Linked DNA regions of Mus musculus: all the other regions are linked to region 2. Evidence: chromatin contacts called from public HiChIP or PLAC-seq data. All regions are on one chromosome and are shown on one strand. The core of a region is the stretch at or near the end of the contact, and the rest is flanking DNA. Distances in the headings are between cores, read along the strand shown.

Evidence for each region. HiChIP or PLAC-seq counts read pairs in DNA pulled down with a chosen protein or histone mark.
Region 1: a contact with region 2 is called in an H3K4me3 HiChIP or PLAC-seq map of bone marrow-derived macrophages, with 4 times the contacts expected there. The contact joins two enhancer-like sites. A contact is called at or near these places in 1 of 484 Hi-C or Micro-C datasets (nephron progenitors) and 6 of 115 datasets of contacts at active chromatin or transcription factors (T-cell acute lymphoblastic leukemia, bone marrow-derived macrophages, embryonic brain and 2 more).
Region 3: a contact with region 2 is called in an HNF4G HiChIP or PLAC-seq map of pancreatic cancer cells. The contact joins two enhancer-like sites. A contact is called at or near these places in 3 of 115 datasets of contacts at active chromatin or transcription factors (bone marrow-derived macrophages, microglia and pancreatic cancer cells) and 1 of 9 other capture datasets (embryonic stem cells).

Annotation. Positions count from the first base shown.
Region 1 is chr8:125,541,936-125,544,635 of GRCm38.p6, forward strand. All of the region lies in intron 1 of Sipa1l2 (signal-induced proliferation-associated 1 like 2), which reads right to left. Among named protein-coding and RNA genes, the nearest start is that of Gm51602, 13 kb to the right of the region's middle. Within about 2 kb of position 1,431, at least 32 of the 459 cell types and tissues checked have an H3K27ac peak or open chromatin away from gene starts, as enhancers often do. A contact at or near this core is called in bone marrow-derived macrophages, where this site is marked.
Region 2 is chr8:125,409,335-125,412,034 of GRCm38.p6, forward strand. No RefSeq gene overlaps it. Among named protein-coding and RNA genes, the nearest start is that of Gm30713, 25 kb to the left of the region's middle. Within about 2 kb of position 1,422, at least 36 of the 459 cell types and tissues checked have an H3K27ac peak or open chromatin away from gene starts, as enhancers often do. A contact at or near this core is called in bone marrow-derived macrophages and pancreatic cancer cells, where this site is marked.
Region 3 is chr8:125,594,411-125,597,110 of GRCm38.p6, forward strand. The region is part of intron 2 of 4930567H12Rik (RIKEN cDNA 4930567H12 gene); the gene reads left to right. Among named protein-coding and RNA genes, the nearest start is that of 4930567H12Rik, 11 kb to the left of the region's middle. Within about 2 kb of position 1,376, at least 38 of the 459 cell types and tissues checked have an H3K27ac peak or open chromatin away from gene starts, as enhancers often do. A contact at or near this core is called in bone marrow-derived macrophages and pancreatic cancer cells, where this site is marked.

The sequences.
Region 1 (2,700 bases), core at 181-2,680, 130 kb after region 2:
CATGGGTCAGGGGCCACCAGTCTTGGTGATGACAAGAGAGAACTGATTTCAGCCTGAAGAGGTGACAAGACGATGTGGAAGTCATGGCAAGCTGGACACTGCTTTGCATGGTCCAGCAGGAGAGGCTAGTGTGGACTGTACAGGGAAAATGGAGCCTTGAACAAAGTCACACAGAATGCTAGCTAACACTATGCCTTGACCTCTGAAAGCATGGGCAACCTCTGTGCCCTCCATGAAACCTTGACCACAGGGTGTCCACAACAGATGGCTCACACTGTCGCTGTGTGTGGCACTCCTTTAAAGCACAGCTTGCAGCCATCTTGGAGACCCCTGGAGTCCTTTAAGGCATGCGTGCTGCATAATAAACACATAAGTGTGATATGAAATCTCAGTCTAGTCCAGTTGCTGTAACAACAACATGAGACAGCCCAGTTGCTGTAACAGTAGCATGAGATAGCCCGTGCTGGAGGCTGGAAGTCTAAGGACAAAGCCAGAGGCAGAGGGTGGGGGTACCCACTTTCTGGGTCATGAAAGATACATGCTGTTTCCAAGGCCTGAGGTAGAAGAGATCTCCTTCATAGGTTACTAATCCCATGCCCAGGACTCACCCCTCATGCCCCACCTTTGTCTAAGGAGCCACCTCCTAAAACCATCATCTCGGGGAGCTAGGAGTTTAACCTGTGAAGGGACAAGTAAACCAGGCAGAGCTGGCCCAGGCCACAGGACAACTCCACTGCAAGTCTGTCTGACCTAGAATTATCCTGAGCACTCCTAAGACCGTCTACAGAACCAGGCTACTGTCTGGCTAGAGACTAGCCACCCCCAAGAAAAGACCTTCCAACGCCATAAAGCGAAGCCTGTCTGTTTAAATTTAACTCTGTACTTGCTTTATTGTGCAATTTCCTTGATGACCCAAAATCCACCAGCTCTGATCACATTTCTTCCCTTAACAAAAAAAAAAAAAAAATTGATTCTGCTCAGAAACAGGACATTAGGAATGTGCTTTAAGCCCTGGGGTGCAGCAGAAGGGGGTTTCAGACTCAGATTATACACTGTGTAAATTAACAGCAGTGGCTGGGGGGGGGGGAGAGGAGCGGTGTCACACATTACAGCTGACAACTTGTTAGCAAGCTGACTGTTCCACTAGAATGGCTACAGTCTCACAGCAGATTCTGTAGCTGCACCCCCACTCCCACCCTGTCTCCGAGCCTGTGCTGTTATGGGCTCAGTCGGACCAACCACGGAGCATGATCCACTAGCACCTCCCGTACCTGCACCCCTATGCCCTGCACCTCCCTTACCTGCATCCCTATGCCCTATCAGGCTCACCACCCAGGCAGGAGACCCGAGGCTGCACGGTGCTGACAAGCCCCACCTGTAAGAACTGCGAGCGGAACATTTTTAGCATCTGGGGAAGTTGCACTATGTTCTGTATACCGTCCCAAGTATCTGAGGAAACCCACAGCCTGTGGCGTACAACTCCATGTGCTCATCAGGGGAAGCTGCCTGGTTGGTTCTGCACACAGGGCAGAGTTCCCCAGAACCTGGAGACCATCCTTGTACCCTGTCTCCCCACAGCACTGGCCAGAGCTGTGCCAAATACAGTTCTGCCAGCAGCAGGGCCTGGGTCTTCCACTACCAGGATTTCTGCCAGACATCACAAGCTGGAGGCCCACTGCTGGGCAATCCTGCCCTGTTCTGCAAAGGTGCATGCCCAAGAACATTCAACGAGCCACCAGCCAAGCACTTATCTTCCTATGCTAGATAAGAAACCCTTCCCCTGGAGCCCGCTTCAGACTTATCAGATGCTAAACTGCAGGGCAGTACCTCAGTGAGCAGAAAAACAAAAAACTGCTGGGTCTGCTCGCACATATGCAGAGCTCTCCAGACGCTGGGCACAAACCTGTGCCCTGGGAAGGAGAAGTAACACAGTCACATGGACAGCACGGACAGTTACCGTAAGGTAATCAGCAACAGTCGTCTCTTTGCATTCTTGTGCTATATTAAGCAGAATTTGAAAACAATTATAGGATCAACTTTTATAGTTACCTTCCCTAAGAGAGTAGGAAAGTAATATGCCTGGTTTTGTGGGGTTCTGTTTTGAGACAGGATCTCAAAATGTAGCCCTGGTCAGCTGCAATGTTCTATGCAGACCAGGCTAGCCTCAAATTCAGATACACATGCTTCCACCTCTCAAGTTAGAGGATTAAAGGTGTGCATTACCACGTCCTGTACCAAGCCTAATTTTTTTTAAATTTTATTTATTTATTTATTTATTTATTTATTTATTGTTTTTTCAAGGCACGGTTTCTCTGTATAGCCCTGGCTGTCCTGGAACTCACTTTGTAGACCAGGCTGGCCTCGAACTCAGAAATCCGCCTGCCTCTGCCTCCCGAGTGCTGGGATTAAAGGCGTGCGTCCACACCCACACCCTCTTTATAGGACTCCAGTGTCAATCAAAGTACAAGTACACCAAGGTCCACCCTGGGGCGCTAGTGAGTTTATGGATGACATATGGAACAGGGGGTGACCCCAAAGCAATCACAGCACAGGCGCAGGGTGGGAGGGTTGGAGATGGTAAGCTCAGAGACTAACACTCTAAAAACATTCACTTGGCTTGTTTCAGGTAGGAGGATCTCCTGAAGGCAAAATCACCACCCTACCCCCCACCTCCACCCCTGCACATACGTGCACAGTCTC
Region 2 (2,700 bases), core at 172-2,671:
CTCAGAGACTGCTGACTGGCCCTGTGGGCAGGAATGTCCCTGGGTCTGCTCACTATGAATGAGAGCAGCTGTGTTGACCCAGAAGCAGGATGCTGGCATACACAGGGGGAGCCATCAAGGTGAAGGGGAGCTGGGGGAGGGGCAGGTAGACAAGAAACATGGTTCCCTGTGGTAGCTTCCTGATCCCAGAAGACATTGTGGGGAAGATAGAGAGGCAGGTATCTAAAAGATCTAATGCGGAAAGGCTAAGGGTATAAAATACCCAAGCTCTTTCCGGTCCTGAGGGATAAAGCTGTTACTTTCTCTTTCTCTCAAGTTTGTCTGCATTAAGGAACTAATTCAGTGATCACCTGACCGCCAGCCAGCACCTGTTACTAAGGACTCCTCACAGATGGTCAGCCATAGCAGCTCTTTATGGGGTTAAATGCATTGAACGATAGGAGCATGCTGGAGGTGAAGTGACTGTTGCTCTGTCTAGGCTGAGCCAGCAGGTCATCCAGCCCTGACTTTCTAGGAGCAGAGGGAGAACAGGCCACATAGTCTGCCATCCTTCCACCTGGCCCTGTGTCACTAAGGCAGAGCAGAGGCTGCAGGTCCCAACTGCCCAGGAGTGCTGGGCCAGGCACTCAGTTTGGTTTAAGTGTGCCTCAGGTTTGTATGTTGGAACACTTGGTGTCTTAGTCAGGGATTCTATTCCCGCACAAACATCAAGGCCAAGAAGCAAGTTGGGGAGGAAAGGGTTTATTCGGCTTACACTTCTACATTGCTGTTCATCACCAAAAGAAGTCAGGACTAGAACCCAAGCAGGTCAGGGAGCAGGAGCTGATGCAGAGGCCATGGAGGGATGTTACTTACTGGCTTGCTTCTCCTGGCTTGCTCAGCTTGCTTTCTTATAGAACCCAGGACCACCAGCTCAGGGATGGCACCACCCACAACGGGCTGGGCCCTCCCCCCTTGATCACTAATTGAGAAAATGCCTTACAGCTGGATCTCATGGAGGCATTTCCTCGAGGGAGGCTCCTTTATCTGTGATAACTCCAGCTTGTGTCAAGTTGACACACAAAACCAGCCAGTACACTTGGTCTCTAGACAGTGTTCTGTTTGGGGACGGTTATAGAACTCTGTGGGAGAATGAAGCATTTTGGTCTGAGAGTTCAGCTTTGCTCCTGTCTGTCATGTTTCCGGACCCCAGACACAGGGTGACCTGCTGCATCCGGCTTCTACGGTGCCATTCCCTCCAAAATGGATGACCAGATAACTCTCTGAATCCTTGATCTGAAAATAAGCCTTTCTTCCCTTAAGTTACTTCCTGTAAGGAGTTTGGTCATCCTGACAAGAAAATAACTAATACACTAGCTTAAAGGAACAGTCTGGTCCCAAGGGTGCTGGTGGCTGCTGAGGCCACTCACCATCCCCACGACAATGACTCACAGCCATCTGCCCTGCCATGTGCCCGAGCACCACTATGCAAACATGGGCCTTGCTGGTTTTAAAAGAGAAACATCAATGCACAGTCCCTGTGGTCTGGGGCACGAGATCCAAGTGTGTTTACACAGTTAATATGGAGTTCTGTTCTCACGAACCCTGGCTCTCAGGCGGCTCTTCCTGGCAGTGGCCCTGATTCTTCTGCTTCTCAGCCATGGAGCAGGAAGTAGGAGCCAGGGAGAGCAGAGAAGCAGTAGGCTGGACCTAGTTCTATGGCCCTGCATACTCCCTGCTGTAGCCTGGTCCCTCCCTTGATAAGGTGGTCCTTCCATGCTGCTACCTCCTGAGAGACCCGTTGCATGGTGCCCCAGCTCAGGGAACAGTGTCTACACCATAGGAAGGGTTCATCCCCTACTGAAATGGAGTCAGCGGTGAGCTGAGAAAGATAGAAAGCGGGAGCTATGGTGTGGGGGTCTGGGCCCGTTAGAGACCAGGAGTATGGAACTCAGCTTCCTCAGAGCTTAAGTACTGATCGAGAACTCTCTTCCCAGAGATGTCTTTCTACAAGACAAAGAATCCACACAGCAGAACTTTATCCAGGTCTGCTGAGAAAGCAAATGTACTCCTCGTGCTAACTTTGAATTGAGAGCTTCATGCCTTAAGGCACCCAGCTGTGGTCACTCTGCTCCTCAGAGAGGCCACCCACCTTGCAAAAGGCAAAGAGTTGGGCTGATGGTCACATGATCTTCCTCAGACTTCTTCTGTTGAGGCTCTAACTCCAAATTCACCTCAGCCAGGCAAAGGCCAGCAAAGGGAAGCCACGAGTGGTCAAGCTCAAGGGCCAACAATAGAATGAGTAGCCAGGGACACAGGAGCAGTCTACGTTCCCTTCTGGCCAATGTGGCCCTGCCCAAATGAAGTACGCATTTAATCCTCCCATGTTCTTGGCACTCAAGGCTCCTGTGGACACCTCCCAGGACTCACACATGAGCAAGGACTCACAGGAGCCCAGAGGTTCTGCAGGGACACACAGTTAATTGGTGTCTTATTACTCTGCATGAGACACCAGCTGTTTGTACCAGTAGATGTTCAAGTGCAGGAAGTTCCAAGAGGTTGTAGGTAGGATGGCTCTGACCCAATGTCCACCCATAGCACAGACCCCACCTGCCTCCTTGCTGGCTGTCAGCTGTGTTCAGGGCTGAGCCATGCTTCCCTCTCAGGATCAAACAGGATGGGGGTGGTGGCCCCAGCATCTCTGAAATGATGACATGGCCA
Region 3 (2,700 bases), core at 126-2,625, 190 kb after region 2:
AAAAGACCCCATGGGACCTGTAAGAGGGGGGAATGGTGAAGAACAGGAACCAAACGCACTACATGGATGCATGAAAACACTTGTGCTCTGTGAAGTTAATTATATTGACGAAAACTTCCAGTGGTGATGAGGGTCCAGCAAGATGCCCACTGTGTAATGGCGTCAGCCAGCAAGCCTGATGACCTGAGTTCAGTCCCCTGAACCCACTTGGGAAAGAGAGAGAAACAACCCTGGCAAGTTGTCCTCTGACCTCTACCTGTGTGCCTACAGGAAGCAAGTAAAATGTCCTGTGTGGTTGTAGCAAACCAAGAGATATTGGGTTGTCGTTTGTATAGTTCAGAAATGGTCCAATGTAGGTGATGGTCAAAAAGATGAAATGAAGCTCTTCATTTTATGTTATTCGTCAGCAGCTGTAAGATGGTGAATTTTGTGGTCTTTTCCCATGTTATTTGGGCTTCTATGTGTTTCTAAGACTGACACTTGTGCCTGTTCACAAACCCAGAAAGACCACCAAGGCACAGACTCTGATGCAGCAGAATAGGAGTTGCAACCTGAGCTCAGTTTCAGGCAAGCATTTATAGAGGCAAGAAGAGGGTATCTAGCCTGATGGGGGAGGGGGGGCATTGTGGCCTTTAACATATTTGGCTGGTGCTGGGAGCCAAACCATAAACTTAACTTCTGTTTTCCTCCTGATTGGTGATTGTCAGAAAGTAGTGTCAGGGGCAGGCTCGTAACCTGGAGGTGCAGGTTTGTTGGTGGGTAACCTGGAAACTGGTGCTAGGTACTGCTGCCCTGTTAGTTAACTCGAGTTCAACCTTAGCAGGAGTCTGAACCCAAAAGATCTGGTCCCTCACACTATGCTGAGCCTTGTGCCACACACCTGTATTCCTAGAACTTAGGAGGCAGAGGCAGGAAGATGTGGAGTTCAAAGCGAGCCTCAGCTGCACAGTGGGTTTAAGACCAGCCTGGACTACATAAGATCCTGGCTTGTTTGTTTGTTTGTTTGTTTAAATAATAACAACAGAGTAGGTGGTTTCTGTAGTGTGTGATCATCTTCACACCCGTAACAGAATGAATGAGTGAACAACTGATAAATAAACCACTCAAAATAAAATCAAGACGAGAATAGCAAAAATAACCCATCACCTATAGGAAGGATGCTCTGACTAGTGACTGGTTGAGTAAAACATATTTCCGTCTTGGCTATCACATCCAAACCATAAGGAAGGTTTGGACCTTTCCCATGTCGCCTGACTGACTCAGGGCTATGTGGCCAAGGACTCAAATCACCATAGACTTCATTGCAATGTGGCCCCACAGGCTGGACTAAAGCTTTGATTTACAGCCCAGTAGGACTGTGAGTCATTAGTCTATGGCTCCCGCAGGATGGCACCGGACCAAGGTAATTAACCATGCTTATCAGGGGCATGCTGGGGTGCAGCTGGAGAAGGAACACAGATGACGAGGCTGAGAGACAAACGGTTTTGAGCGGTTTTTGGATCACGGCTCTCACCCTAATGGGATTCTCATAGCAAATGTGTGAATCTACTCCGACCATTTCTCATATCAGTAAGGTGAAGATTCTCCAGTGATTTAAAAAAAGAAAAAAGAAAAAAACTTCTCCAGGAATTTCTTCAAAGATTACACGTATTCTTTTTGATTGAGCCAGGAAGCCATGGAGAAACGAGGAGCAGATGTTGGCTCCTGATTGCTAGTTAGTTCCATTTCCAGCAGCTGGCAACCTTCACTCACTTTCGCTTAGGCTATATTTACCTACAAAGCTTAAAAAAGGCAATGTGAAGCAGGCCCAAACATCTGGATATTAAGTAAATTGGCCAGATGTTCTGGTGATTTATAAATAAAGGCTGAAGCTGGGGGAAAAGTGGGCGGGGGAGACATGAAAGAGGAAGAAAGCGAACAGGAAAAGAACTCATAAAGGAGCTGCCCACTCGTGCCCTCCGCCTCCTTGGCCTCTGTGGGAGACTTTGTGTGTCACCACTGAGAACACGGAATTAACAGGATAATACAATTTGGGACTCATCCCTGAGCAAGGAGGAGTGACCTTCAGTGGAAGGAGAGGAAATGAAAGTTGCCTCAAACTATTTTTATATTTTGTATCTAGAAGTTATTTTTTCAATTGCTCATCATTTTTGAATTACCTCTGTATAGTTTCTCAGGAGTCCGGCCAAGGTATTGATTGATTCTCTCAGAGATCCAGAATCTTTGCCAAACCATGGCAGGCTCTGTTTCCCAGGCTGGAGTTACTGACGACAATTGCAGGCATGGCCTTCTCGTGGGGTTGTTTTTCTTTTTAAAGGTGAAACCCATCTTGTTTTGCTCCTCCTCCTATTTCTCAGCATGATCTCCTTGTGGCTTACACAAGTTACTTCTTTTGTAGCCAAGACCAGAAAATGTAACAGACTAGCTCCAGGGAGAAAGCATCTTTCCTTCACAGGCCAAGGGGCTGGTCATGATGGTAGACTTATGGCAGCAGAAGTGGGAGGTCCATGGTCACCTATCCTTGAGATTTAGAATGAGGCCACCAAAACCAATCATCCACACCCCCAGTGGGCCACTCCCTCCCATGAGACTTCATCTCCCTAAGGCCGACAACCTCCTGAGATAGGCTGGGGAACGGAGTGTTCACACACGAGCCAGTTTGAAAGTGTTTACAGGAATTCTGATTTTTTTCTTTTATTT